2 separate regions of the Sus scrofa genome follow, and region 1 is linked to region 2. A link is a contact called in public HiChIP or PLAC-seq data. All regions are on one chromosome and are shown on one strand. Each heading gives the region's core, a stretch centred on a gene start, on an enhancer-like site or on the middle of the called end of the contact. The rest is flanking DNA. Distances are from core to core; before and after follow the strand shown. Region 1 holds the start of STIL (SCL-interrupting locus protein). Region 2 holds the start of FOXD2 (forkhead box protein D2).

Evidence for each region. HiChIP or PLAC-seq counts read pairs in DNA pulled down with a chosen protein or histone mark.
Region 1: an H3K27ac HiChIP or PLAC-seq map of alveolar macrophages shows a contact between it and region 2. The contact joins the promoter of STIL here to the promoter of FOXD2 in region 2. A contact is called at or near these places in 4 of 47 Hi-C or Micro-C datasets (blood, embryonic fibroblasts, epiblast stem cells and 1 more) and 1 of 2 datasets of contacts at active chromatin or transcription factors (alveolar macrophages).

The regions. Positions count from the first base shown.
Region 1 is chr6:164,196,059-164,202,299 of Sscrofa11.1, forward strand. It overlaps STIL (SCL-interrupting locus protein), which reads left to right and starts at 1,453. Exons shown (of 18, transcript XM_021096689.1): 1 at 1,453-2,102; 2 at 2,236-2,364. CMPK1 (UMP-CMP kinase) reads right to left here and starts at 1,371. Exons shown (of 6, transcript XM_003128011.6): 1 at 1,033-1,371. The coding sequence starts at 1,203.
Region 2 is chr6:164,110,104-164,116,617 of Sscrofa11.1, forward strand. FOXD2 (forkhead box protein D2) reads right to left here and starts at 4,088. Exons shown (of 1, transcript XM_021096681.1): 1 at 2,407-4,088. The coding sequence starts at 3,996. The coding sequence ends at 2,542. It overlaps LOC106507667 (a long non-coding RNA gene), which reads left to right and starts at 4,476. Exons shown (of 2, transcript XR_002345215.1): 1 at 4,476-4,875.

The sequences.
Region 1 (6,241 bases), core at 203-2,702, 83 kb after region 2:
TCAGAATGATTTTTTGGTATGTTACAAATCACTGGTCACCTCTTGCTTCTAGATACCTTCTGTTTTCCTTCTCTCCCAAACATTGCCCAGGTTCTTCAATAAGCCTTTCATCCATACTGCAGCTAACCGTGTATCTGTTCAAAAATTGTTAACAATTGAACCGGAAACTTTATTATGCTTTGGAGTGGAAAAAAAAAAAAAAGTAACACCATTTTAGAGTTTTGAGAGGCATTTCATATTGAGTTTAAATCTGTGTGCACAGCCTCCATTGTTTTGGAGGGGACAACTAGGACTAGGAGAGAGGAAGTGACCTGGCCACGGACTACGTGTGAGTTGGCAGCCGGGCCAAAGGTTGAAGTTTGATCTCATACTCTACGGCTTTTCCAACTACACGAACCTCTCTACACGAACCTCTACAACTACCTGAGCCTCGGGGCTGCTAGTGATGGGTTCAGAAAGTGCTACAAGCAGCAGATCGAAGAACACCTAACGTAACGCCGTGTCCTCCGGGGCTCCTGTCCAGGGTAAAGACCAGTTAGTTGACGATTAGGACTTTAGAGGGCCTGCGGGAAGGGGTGGGGTGGAAAAACCAGTCTCCGTTTCAGGTAACGCCGGGCGCACCCGGCCTCGAAGCCACATCGACGCTGGTGCCGCCTCCACCCATCCCACAACCGGCGACACACTGACCTCTGCGCGCTCGGGGTCCCTCGAAGCGGACCCTCCCGGGATCCCTCTCCCAGACCATTCTCGAGATGAATCTAGTCCCCAAAATGTAAGGAAAGAGGGCGCAGGAACAAAGCGACCCCAAACGGACCCCCTCCATTCTAGCCGCCCCCAGGCTGGCGGATGCGGACTACCAGTCCCGACATGCCGCGCGCCGGCGGACCCTCGACCACCGCCACGCCGGCGCTGCGCAGGTCACCGGGACTCGTAGTCCGCGGCTCAGGGGAGGTCAGACGGCCGCGCGCAGCGGTACTGACCGGCCCGGCGTCCGGTCAAGCCCAGGGACCCCGCCGGCTGTCCGGGCCTCACCTCGACGATACGGGCGCACTGGGTCCCCTTGCCGGCGCCGGGACCTCCGAGGACGAACACGACCTTCGGCCTCATGAGGCGGTGCGGACAGAGGAAAAGCGGCCGGCGGGTCAGGAGCGGGAAGCTAAGGCCTAGGACGTGCAGCAGCCGGCAGCCGCAGCGGCTCAGCATGCACCTCGGCTTGGTGGCACGCCGAGGGAGCTGACAGCAGCCCGGCAGGCGTAGACGCGGGGCGGGGCGCGGAGAAGGGGGCGGGCTGAGCCGGCGCCCGCCGAGGCCCCGCCGCCGTGGCTGCGCGGCGTCCGCGCCGCGGCCGGAAGGGGCGGGGCTTCCGCTATGCGTCCGTGGGCCGCCCCGCGGCGCCCAGCATTCCCGTCAGCCCGCGTTCTCCCCGCCCCTCTGCTGGCTGATTGGTGCGCTCAGTCCGCGGGCCGTTTGTCCTGCGCCTGGTTGTGTCTGGCCTGAGTTGGCTTCCGGGACGTCACCCACGGGGAGGTAAGATCCATTGTCCCAGCTCGAAGTTGAATTTCCACGGGGCAAGCAGTCATCACATGAATCAGTAAATAAATACAAATAGAAGTATCGGCTTTGAAGGAACAAAACGGAGGAATAACGAGATGATTGCAGTCTGAAGAGGTGATATATGAGCCAAGACTTGAGGATGGGAAGGAGCAGAGCTAGGCAAAGACGGAACTGAGTGTCTCACAGAGAGAGAAGAGGCGTGTGCCAAACCCCTAAAGAAACTCTTAAGAAAGGCCAGTACCCGGCTGATGGCAGATCAGGCCCTTTGATGACTGCAAGAAGTCTGGATTATGTTCTCTTGGCTATGGGAAGCCCTTTGAACTATAACTCCACTTCCCTGCCCCGTGCATTCGGGGAAAAGAAAAGGAGTCCAAGAAATGAGTCTTAGTGACTAGATCTTTAAAAGAGGAGAAGGAGCCTTCTTCAGGAGTCTGGAAAGCAGAGCCGGAAAGATCAGAGGAAAACCAGAAGCATGTGGTTCTTGCTGGACCTGGGGATTGTAGTGGTGTAGACTCCAGTTCACATAGTGAACATTGTTTTAAAAGCAGGTAAGTACGGGGAGTTCCCTTTGTGGCGCAGAAACGAATCCTACTCGTATCCATGAAGATGTGGGTTCAATCCCTGGTCTCCACCAATGGGTTAAGTAAACGATGTTGTCATTAGCCATGGTGTATGTTGCAGATGCGGCTTGGATCCCGAGTTCCCTAGTTGTTGTGGCTGTGGTCTGATTCTACCCCTAGCCTGGGAACTTCCATAATGCGCAGGTGCGGCCCTAAAAAGCAGAGAGAGAGAGAGAGAGAGAGAGAGCAGGTGAGTATGGATAACTTGGATTTGGCAACAAAGAGACTTTGGACTTAGGAACTCTGCATTTTTGTCCAAAGCAGATCATACACTATGTCTATCTAATTTGAAGCCCTATTGAAAATGGAAGCGATAGGAGACGAGAAAATGAAAACAAGAGAGTAAGAATCAAGGCAAAGTTTTATTTAGGATGGGAGAAGGAGCCATGCTGTCTCATGTGGTAGGCCCTAGCCACATGTGGCTATTTAAATTAATTACATTTAAAACAAACATTCAGTTCTTCAGTCACACTAACAGCATTTCAAGCGTTCAGTGGTCACATGTGGAAATTGTATGGGACGGTGCACCTGCAGAACTTTTCTTTCATCACAAAAAGTTGTGTTGGTCAATGCTGTACTGGAGCTTGTGTTTAAGCTGCTAGGGATGATGTGATACAAAGGGAGAGAGGTAACTCCTTGAGAAGAAAAATCAGATGAGCAGATCCAAAGGGCACATGGAGGGCCTGAGATCTTGTACAAGGTCGTACAGAGGAAGACGTTCATTTGTAACAGGAATTACAAGAAGGGCAGAGTTACAGGAAGTTTTGAAGGTAGGAAGGGTTTTCCTATCTGATAACTTTATTTTCTCAGTAAAGAAAGGGAACTATCACCTTAGGAGAAGAGGAAGGGAGGACACCGGGCAATCCCTTGGAGCCAAGCCAGGGAGGCCAGGATTCATCAGAAACACCATGCTACACTGATGCTCAAACATTTAATCCCTCTGCTTGTCTGTGGTGAAAGGCCTGACTCCTAGCATCTTGGTCCGAATTTGTCCCCAAAGAATTAACTTTGCTTTGGCCTCATTTTAGTGCTCCTACTCCTTGAAGGTGACAGAAAAGCCATGAGTTCCACCAAGATGCAAACAATCAGACTTTCAGTATGTCTCAATAAATATGTATTGAATAAATAGCTGTCATCTAGTAGAGGGCCACTCCCTACCTAAACCCATAGATGGATTCCATAGTGAATAAATTTGATTAGCACCTAGTGAATATCCTCTGTGTGCCAAGCATTTAACTTACATTACTTATTTCTTGGACGATAGTCAAAGTTTTAAATAATTAGAACAATGAGAATATTTGTAGAGATTTCTGAGCCAGTATTTGTTGTGTGGGGCATCAATCCTGTTAATTGCTGGGTCATGAAGACGTCCTAGGTGTCCCAGAAGAGAGGAAAAGGACACCCAGAGTTCTCAGGGGAGTAACTATCCAACTCATGTGGAAATAATTCACTTTTCTCCACCAATACAACCTTACCAGTTGTGTGTTGGCTGAACATCAGCCTTGCCTTATAAAATCCTCATAATGCTCTGAAGTTAGTACTCTCATTTTCAGATGGGAAAACAGCCAGGAAGTGAAAGTACTTTGTTCAAGGCCACATAAACAGTAGGTAGCAAAGTCAAATTCAAACTTAGCATGCATAATTTCAAAACATGCTTTCTTTCTATACAGTACTAATCCTTTTCTGAGTTTAAATTAAAGTTCCATACTCATAAATCCCTTCAAAGTAAGTTCTGTTACAGACTAGAAGACTGATCTCAGAAAGATATATAACAAGAGCTATCCTCAAAATCCACTCCTACCCATGTGTGTTTATTTCTCAAGTACATTAGATCTTTGGGGCATGTATTCAATGTATTCCCAGAGTATACCTATCTATGTCCCTTGTGAAATCTCCAGGGGCCTAAGAAGTAGGGCCTTGTCACCATTTATCTGTCCTCTTTATCATAAATTGCCCTTTAGAGCCAGATATCTGTTCCCATACTTTCATTCCCCCCCCCCCTTTTTTTTTTGGGTCTTTTTGCCTGTTCTAGGGCCGCTCCTGTGGCATATGGAGGTTCTCAAGCTTGGGGTTGAATCGGAGCTGTTGCCGCCGGCCTATACCAGAGCCACAGCAATATGGGATCCGAACTATGTCTGCAAGCTACACCACAGCTCACGGCAACGCCAGATCCTTAACCCACTGAGCAAGGCCAGGGATCAAACCCACAACCTCATGGTTCCTAGTCGGATTCGCTAACCACCGCGCCACGATAGGCACTCCCATTTTCCCATTCTTGGCCGCACCTCTTTGCTGGTATATGCTGTTCATTTTTCAGGATTCAGCTCAGATTTCAACTCCTCTGGGAAGCTCTCTAAATTCCCAAGACTGGGTTAAGTGCCCCTCTTTATTCCTCTACACCCACTACCACCACCGTTCCTCTACACCCTCTTACTCCTTACTGGGTCCCCTGTTTACTTCTCTTGTAGCACTGTGGAATATTGTGTATTTCCATAGTGGATTTAGAGCTCCTTGAGGGAACAGACAAAGTCTGATTACTCTTTATCCAGAATAACTATGTGTTACTGTTACATGACTTACTCTCTGAAGGGAACTCCAGGGTCCTTGGAAGATTTAGAATATAATATATGACTGGGAGTTCCCTTCGTGGCTCAGTGGTTAACGAACCTGACTAGGATCCATGAGAATGCGGGTTCAATCCCTGGATTCACTCAGTGCGTTAAGTATCAGTTGCGGTGAGCTGTGGTGTAGGCCGCAGACGTGGTGTGGATCCCACGTGGCTGTGGTGTAGGCTGGTGGCTGCAGCTTTGATTTGACCCCTAGCCTGGGAACCTCCATATGCTGTGGGTGCACCCCTAAGAAGCAAAACAAAACAAAACAAAACAGAATATATAACTGGGTTGCTGCCACTCAAGTTCTATCTACAATGGTCTTTGGCAACTGCTCCATTGTAATTCCAGAAATATCTTTCTTGAGTATACCTAGGAAATGGTTTCTAGGGTCAGTTGGGTGCTGTAGCAAAGACAGGGGGCATGCAGGTGGCATAGGTGGGTGGGGAGCAGGTCATATGCTTTGCATTCAAGTGTTCACAGGTGTCTATTATATTGTTGTCTATTTCCGGAAGGGAATGTTTAGCCCATTACATAACCTCATGCTTAATGGAGTTTCTGAGATGAAGAGTCCTGTTACTTAGATTTGCATGGTTATTGCCATAATGCTTTATCAAAGGACCTTTTATCAAAATTCAAAGAGCATTGGTTAAAGGAAACATAGTCTTTTCAAAGCTGATGTACCAAATCTGGCAACAGACAATACACCTACCCTCCTGGGAGTGACTCTGGCAGCTGAGCTTACTCCATACAACAGAATAGCAGGCTGACCAGTGAAAGGAGCTTCCAGCATCTTTGCCTATTAACTTTGCAGGCCTAGGTAGTTTAGTCATACCTACAGTTTCCTTGTTTGCAAAATCAGGATGACGGTAAAAAAAAAAAAAAACCAGCTTAGCCAGTACTTACAGAGAATTTACCAATGTGTCTTATTTGATTGTTCTACTCTTTACTCCATACGATCCAAGCTCTAAAAAAATAAGTAAAAAAAATAAGTCAACATGACACATAAATTGTATTGTTACCTCTCCCAAGAGGTTTGAGTCTCAAAGGAATTTTGCATAAATTGACAGAGTAACAATCCCCCTTAAAAATATGATGTTCCCTAAAAGCAAAGCTGCATTGTTTTTAAAAAGCAGCAGTCCAGCTTAGCTTAGAAGTGTAAACAGAGAAAAGGAAAGTTTCGTGTTTGGAGAAATTTAGTAAATAAGGGCAGAACTGGTAACTGATTCCAACTTCCCTGTTCCTGGTGATAACAGTAGTTCTTTAGTTCACATGACTGGCCTATTAGCAGGCAATTCAGGGTTTATAACACTGAACACTTACCAGGTTTAATCATAAACACCATGTCACATGGTCAGGGACTAAAAGGGAATAAGGAAAAATGAAAACAACTGATGTGTTAGGATGTAGAATTTTGGTTTAATTTTTCCCTTTACATTTTTTTTCTTTGTAGCCTGT
Region 2 (6,514 bases), core at 2,838-5,337:
TCGGTCTCACTCCATTCCCAGTCTCTCGACACGATGGAGGAGAGGGCACCTCACCTCTGGCCCAGGGGCTGCATTTAACATTTGTGCCTTGAAGCTTGTCTCTCCTCAGTTGGGGAAGGGGGTGAGAGACTCAGGAGTCCCAACCCATCTTCCTCAGCCCTGGTGTATTCGTCTCACCCTGATCCTGATTCGGATCCTCTTCATACAGGGTGCTCCGTGCTCGGCCTCTCCCTTCTTTCCCACCGTTGCCAATGCCTGAGAATGTGGCTAAAGCAGCCGTATGGCTTCTCTCCCTGTCTGCTTCTCTCAGATTTTCTGCATCCGCTTCCCTGACCCTTTCTTCTTCCTTCTCTGTCTCTCTGTCACTTGTCTCCCACCGCTCACCCCCAGCACGTGTCTATTTTCTGGGAAGGCTGAATGGCCTTTCACTGCATCTCCCTATTTCTTTTTTTCTCCTGTGACCTCAGTTGAATGTTCAGAGAAAAGAGCTAAGTAACCATTTTCGATTCACCCAAAATCTCAACTCTCCCGCAATACACGTGCAGGTCTGGCCACTGGGAGCTCCGACTGGGCCCAGGGCTTCCGGAAGACTCCAGCCAGCCCAATGGCTTTGTACTCAGGCGATAGGTTCTGGCTCTAGGGAGCCTGGCTCAAGGGATGGGGAGGTTTACCTTAACAGAGCAAGGTGCATGGACCCTCTCCCTTAGCTCATAATGTACCTCTAAGCTTCTCGGGCTGGAGGAGAGAAGGGTTTTCACAGTCCCCAATTCAGGCTTTTCTCTCTGACGGTTCCATGTGCCAGGAATGAGGGGAGAGGGGAACGCACAGAAGGCCCTGCAATGGCCAGAGAGAAACCTCTCTCCTCTTACGAACACAGAAAGAGACAGTGACAGAGAATCGAAAACACGTGTTCACAGATACACAGAGACAAAAACACAGATACCCTGAAATACATCTGATCGCCCCCCCAAAAAGAGGACCAAAAGTAAGACTACATGACAACTCAGGCAAACACAAACACTAGCTCCATAAAAGCCCCACATACAGAAGCACAGAGAGGCTTACAGAATATGCAACAGTAAACACCATCACTCGAATCGTCCTGAACAGGTATGATGTCCAAAAGCTCAAGGTACCCAGGCCTGTCCAGGCCACACGACCATCTAAACTGGAAGGAAATGAGAATCCCCAGATGCATCTGAAACAAAACCTCTCTGTGGAAGCCCAGGCAGAAACCTTCCTAGGACTAGAGCGAAAATGAAAGTGCTTGGAGGGGGGTCACAGGATTCCCAGAATCCTGGCCCCATTAACAGCCAAAGGCCAAGGCCACAGTGTCCCCTGTACCTGACAAGCCCAAGCCCTCCTCTGCCTGCCTGGGCTGCTCAGGGCCCTTCCTCACTCCACTCTGCCTAGGAGCTGGGGGGTATTCTGGGACAGAGGAGCGCATACAAGCAGACAGAGCTGGTGACTGCTGGAGTTCACGTACATTTATTCAATTGACACCGATGGGGACGTGGGGGAGACAGGTTTCTCTCTTCTTCCACACAAACCATCGGACGATTCCACAGTCTCCCCAAGCAGAGCAGTCTAAATCAATGCACACCCAGTGGACAGAGAACCCCCAGAGCAGCCCGCTGTACAGATATTTACACATAATTACAGGACCCCCTGCCACAGGATGTGCCCTGGGCCACCCCACCCCCACCTCTCCAGCCCCTGACCCAGACCCTCCTCTCCCACCCCAACCTCATTGACTTTTAGCTACAATAAATATCCCAGGGCCTGGGACACAGCAGACCGCGGAGAGGGCTGCTGGCCCTGGATGGCTGGACCCAGCCGGCCACCAGAAAGGGGTAAAGTTCCTTCCAAAGCACCCCAACACAAAAGAGGGAGGCTTTTCCTCAGTGGAGTGGGATCCCAGGATTGTGCACGGATGGTCGAGACCCCTCGCTTCAGCTCTCTGTTTAGCTTCGCCTGTGCAGACATTGCTTTAGGTTTCTGAGAACAAACTTCCTTGGAGAACGTCCAGGAAAAAAAAAAAAAGAGTTGAATTTTCCTTTTAAGCACAAAGCAGATACTAGGTGTCTTTAAATTAAAATATTGGACGATCAGGGCCTCAAAGTTGGGGAAGGAGAGAGGGAGAGGCAGCAAGGGAGACCTCTCCCCGGGCAGTTGGTGTTTGTGGCGGGATCTTCAAGGCCCCAGGCAGGCATCTCTCCAGAAAAGCCTTCTTCTGGGACCGCCGCGAGGCGCAGAGACTGAGAAAAAGCGAAGACTTCCCCCTCCCCCTTCTACGGCTCAAACGGCCTTAGGATCGTGGCCTCGTCGCACAGACCCAGGCCTCTCTCCCTGAGCGATGGAGTCCGCTTTGTCCCAACATCGGAGAGATTCTGAGCGTGGAGCCCGAAGTGCCAAGTCACGCGCGTTGGCCCAAGGTCTGGAGACTCTTCATAAATAGACTCCCTGAGTTCCGCTGGGACCGCAGGAGCTCCCGGGAGAGACGGAGGAGTGCGGGCTTAAGTGGCCCGGATCCCGACACGGTCAAAAGTGGCAGCCACTGAGGCCGGCGACTTTGCCGGCGAACGGGGGCCCTGAGGACAGGAGCGCGTCCCCGTGGTGCGAGAGGCGGATGTGGCCGGCCACTGGAGCCAGGGCCGGGGCAGTCAGCATGGCCAGGACCTGGGCTTGACCCCCAGGACCCGCCGCAGCCGAGAACGGCGATCCCGGAGAGCCCTCGCCTCCGCCCGGGGGTGCCGCCCCGCCGCCGCCGCCGTGGCCCATGATGTGGTCTATAGAGAAGGAAGGCCTCTGCCCGGCCCCAGCGCCCCCGCCGCCCGCGTCCGTCTTGAGCCCCTGGCGCAGGAGTGCGGTGCCTGCTGCGGGAGGGCTCAGGGACGCGGGGTAGAAGGCTTTGGTGCAGCCCAGCTCCGCGCCCAGGAAGGCCGGCAGGCCTGCGGGGCCCGGGCCCGACCCCGTACCTGGGGCAGGCGCGGGGGCCGGAGCCGACGCCGCGCCGGCGAACACGGAGGCCGTCGGAGGTCCGGGTGGAGGCGCCGCAGCCCGGCCCGGGGGCACCGACATCTGGCAAGGGGCGGCGGCGGCGAAAGCGAAGGGGTGCGGGTGCGGATGCGGGTGCGGGGTCGGGCCCGGCGGGGGTGCACTGTAGGCCGGGAGCGCCAGCCCGTAGCCGTAGCCGTAGGCGCCGTAAGCCGCGAAGCCCGGCAGGAAGGCGCCGGGGTCCCCCGCCGCCGCAGCCCCGCCGCGCAACAGCAGCTCCGAGTGAGGGTGCGCGTGTGGATGCGGCGGCGGCAGCGGCTGCCGCTTGAAGCGCTTGCGGCGCCGCAGGAAGCTGCCGTTGTCGAACATGTCGGCCGACTCCGGGTCGAGCGTCCAGTAGTTGCCCTTGCCCGGGTTGCCCGGCTCGCGGGGAATCTTGACGAAGCAGTCGTTGAGCGAAAGGTTGTGGCGGATGCTGTTCTGCCAGGCGGGGAATTTCTCCCGGTAGTAGGGGAAGCGGCCGCTGATGAACTCGCAGATCTCGCTCAGCGTCAGGCGCTTCTTGGGGCTCTGAAGGATGGCCATGGTGATGAGCGCGATGTACGAGTAGGGCGGCTTCACCAGCGGGCTCCGGGTCGCCGCGCCCCCCGACGGCGGGCCCGGCCCGGGCCCCGCCGCGCCCCGGGCTGCTGCCGCGACTGGCCCCGGGCTTCCCGCCGCGGCCGCCGCCCCTCGGGGCGCTAGAGCGCGGGGCTCGCCGTCCGAGCAGCCGCCGGACTCTTCCTCGTCCTCGGCGGCGTCCGCCTCGGCTTCCTCCGGGGGAGGCTCGGGGCGGTGGGGGAGCACGTCCCGGGGGGTGCGGGGCCCGGAGCGGGCAGGGAGCTCCCCCCCGCCGCTGCCGCCGCCGCCCACCACGTCTATGTCTGCGTCGGCCTCGGACAGCGCGGCCGGGGAGCTCTCGGAGGACATGATCTCGCAGCAGCAGCTGCCCAGGGTCATGATGCCGCTGCCGCCACCGCCGTTCTCCGGCTCCGCTCCGGCCACGGCTCGGGCGCCGCCGCGCTGCCTCTGGGACGAGTGTGTTTTGCGCGCGGGCGGGGAGGGGGCGGGGGACTGAGGCGGGCGGGGAGGGGTGTCCCCCGGCTCCGCAGCGCCCCCTCGTGGCCCACTCGGAGGCTCTCAACTCTCGGCGAGCCCCCGACCGGCCGCGCTCTCCGCGGCCCCGGGAGCCGGAACGGGGGGCCTCCGCCCGGGGCGCGGGCGGAAGGGGCTGGGGCCTCCCCTTACCCTACCAGTCTCGGCCCCCAGTCTACCGCCTCCCCCCCCCAAACCCCCGCCGCTACCTCGGGATGGGGGGCGGGGGGGTCGGAAGACTCGTTCCTCCCGCCCGGCGGCAGCCTAAGGCGGAAGAGCGCGAGCCCGGGGCGGAGCTCCCTGAGCCGGGCGGGGCGGGGCGGGGCGGGGCGCCGGCGGGCGGAGTGCCGGGGCCGAGCGGCCCGGCGGGAACAAACAGCCGCCGCGGCGGGAGCGCGGCTCCGGGGGCTCGAGGCGGCTCCCGGTTCCCCCCGCAGATCCCGCAAACCCTCCACTTCCTGGAGCAGCGGTCTTCCGTGCGCTCAGCCCTGGATGTTAAGGTTTACGCGGACGCCAGCCGGAGCCGGGAGCAGGAGCGACAGCCCCACCCATCATCGCCCCAAGGCAGCTCTCCGGCCACCGAGGCCGAAGCGCACTTGGCTCGCCAGCGGAGCCTGAGACGCCCGGACCAACGCCGCCCGAGCGGGGCCGACCCGAGCCCGAGCGGCTTCCGGCCCAAGGGGAGACGCGCTTGAGTGATCGCGAGGAGCGAACTTGGCGTCCTCTGCCTCGGGCCTCGGAGAGGTGAGCGATTCCGGCTGCGCCCCTCTCCTCCCCTCCAAGGCCGGGACCCCGCCACCCATCCCCTCGCCACGCGGGAGTGTTTGCGGGGAGAGCCAAGCAGCGCGCCGCCTGCCCGTCGCCGGCTTCCCCAAGCTTTTCTGGGGCGCTTCGCTCGCATTTCGAAAGCGTGCACCGGCCCAGCACCCTGAGTTTGCCGGTATCCGACCTTGCTCTGTCTCAGTATCCGTTTGTCTCGCTCAGCCTGTCTCTCTCGCGCTTGGTGAATCTCTGCCTCTTGTTTCCCGTGAAAACCCTGTGTTTGTGTCGATGTCTGTTCGTGGGTCTGAGAATCCCTCGCTCAGTTTCTCCATTTCTCCCACGCTTACTCGCGCTGCATGACCCCCCGCCCTCCGCCCCACCCCTTTTCTGGCCGGACTTGCGGGCTCTACCGACTGGCAGTAGGACCCCCAACCGAAAACTCGGCCAATTACCCTGACCTCAACCGCAAGCCAGGGTTGCCTTCATCTTTCAGGATTCTGTGCACACAATGTTGGTCCTGTGCCCCTTTTTCTCGCCAGCTGGGTTCCTGCCCATCCCATTAGGCCTCCTTCTCCCCTGGCCCCCCTCCAGGAACCCAGCAACCAGTAGCTCCAGATCAGACTGGGCCCATCTTAACCGCAGGGGGTAACAGGGGAGCTGGGCACTGGACGCGGGTAAGAACCGAGCCGATGGACGGGCTGCTGCCCCGACAGCGCCCCGAAGTGGTCAAAGTTCAGGCCTTCGAGGCTGGAGACCCAGCTGCCCTCAGCTGTCATAGGCTGTAGGACGGTCAGCCAGTTACTTCCGCCTCCCAGCCTCAGTTTCCCGATCTGAATAGTAGCTAAAAGCAAAGACCCGGGATCCCAGTCCTGGCCTCACTACTGACCGCTCTGGAATGCGTTTCTATAACTCCTTGTCCCTCTGTTTCTGTCTCTGTAAAACTGAGGCTGAGAACATCTAATGCGTAGAAGTAGCCATATCACTCTAAGCGACTTACAAAGGAGGGTATTGCCGGCACTTTGCAGATTCTTGGGGAGAGAGAAATGGGTGAGGGGTGGTGTGGTCTCCCACCTGGATCTCATCCCTGGTCTAGCCCTTGACAGGGTCACCACTGCTATCCAACCCTCTGCAATCACTGTGATGAATGAGGTTCCCCGTGGGTAAGGGCTGAGAGCAAGGTGGGAGCGGATTGTCACCCCTGCAGGCTATGTCTCAGCAGGGTCATGCGAGTGTGAGTGAGAGCTCCCTTTCACGCAACAGCAGCCTCCAATCTAGTGTATTCCACGGGTGGAGCAACAGAGGTCCAGAGAGGGGCAGGGACTCAGGCCCCTACAACATGACAGAGCAGGGCCAGGTGCACCCTTGTCGCCGAATCCTCATGATAGAGTTCTCCGTCCTGTCCGGCCATCTGGCTAAGAGCAGAAGAGAATGGAAGGCAGTTCTGGCTGCTCATATTCCATGACAGCACGTCCACTGCCCCCCCACCCCCCCTTCCTGGGGCCTCAGACCAATAGGATCTACCCGGTGTGCTGGATCAGTATAAATAATCTGTCCTCGGAAAAAAGAGAAAAGGTCCCGTTCTCAAACCATGGTCAGGAAATTGAACAGGGAGTGGTGGTCC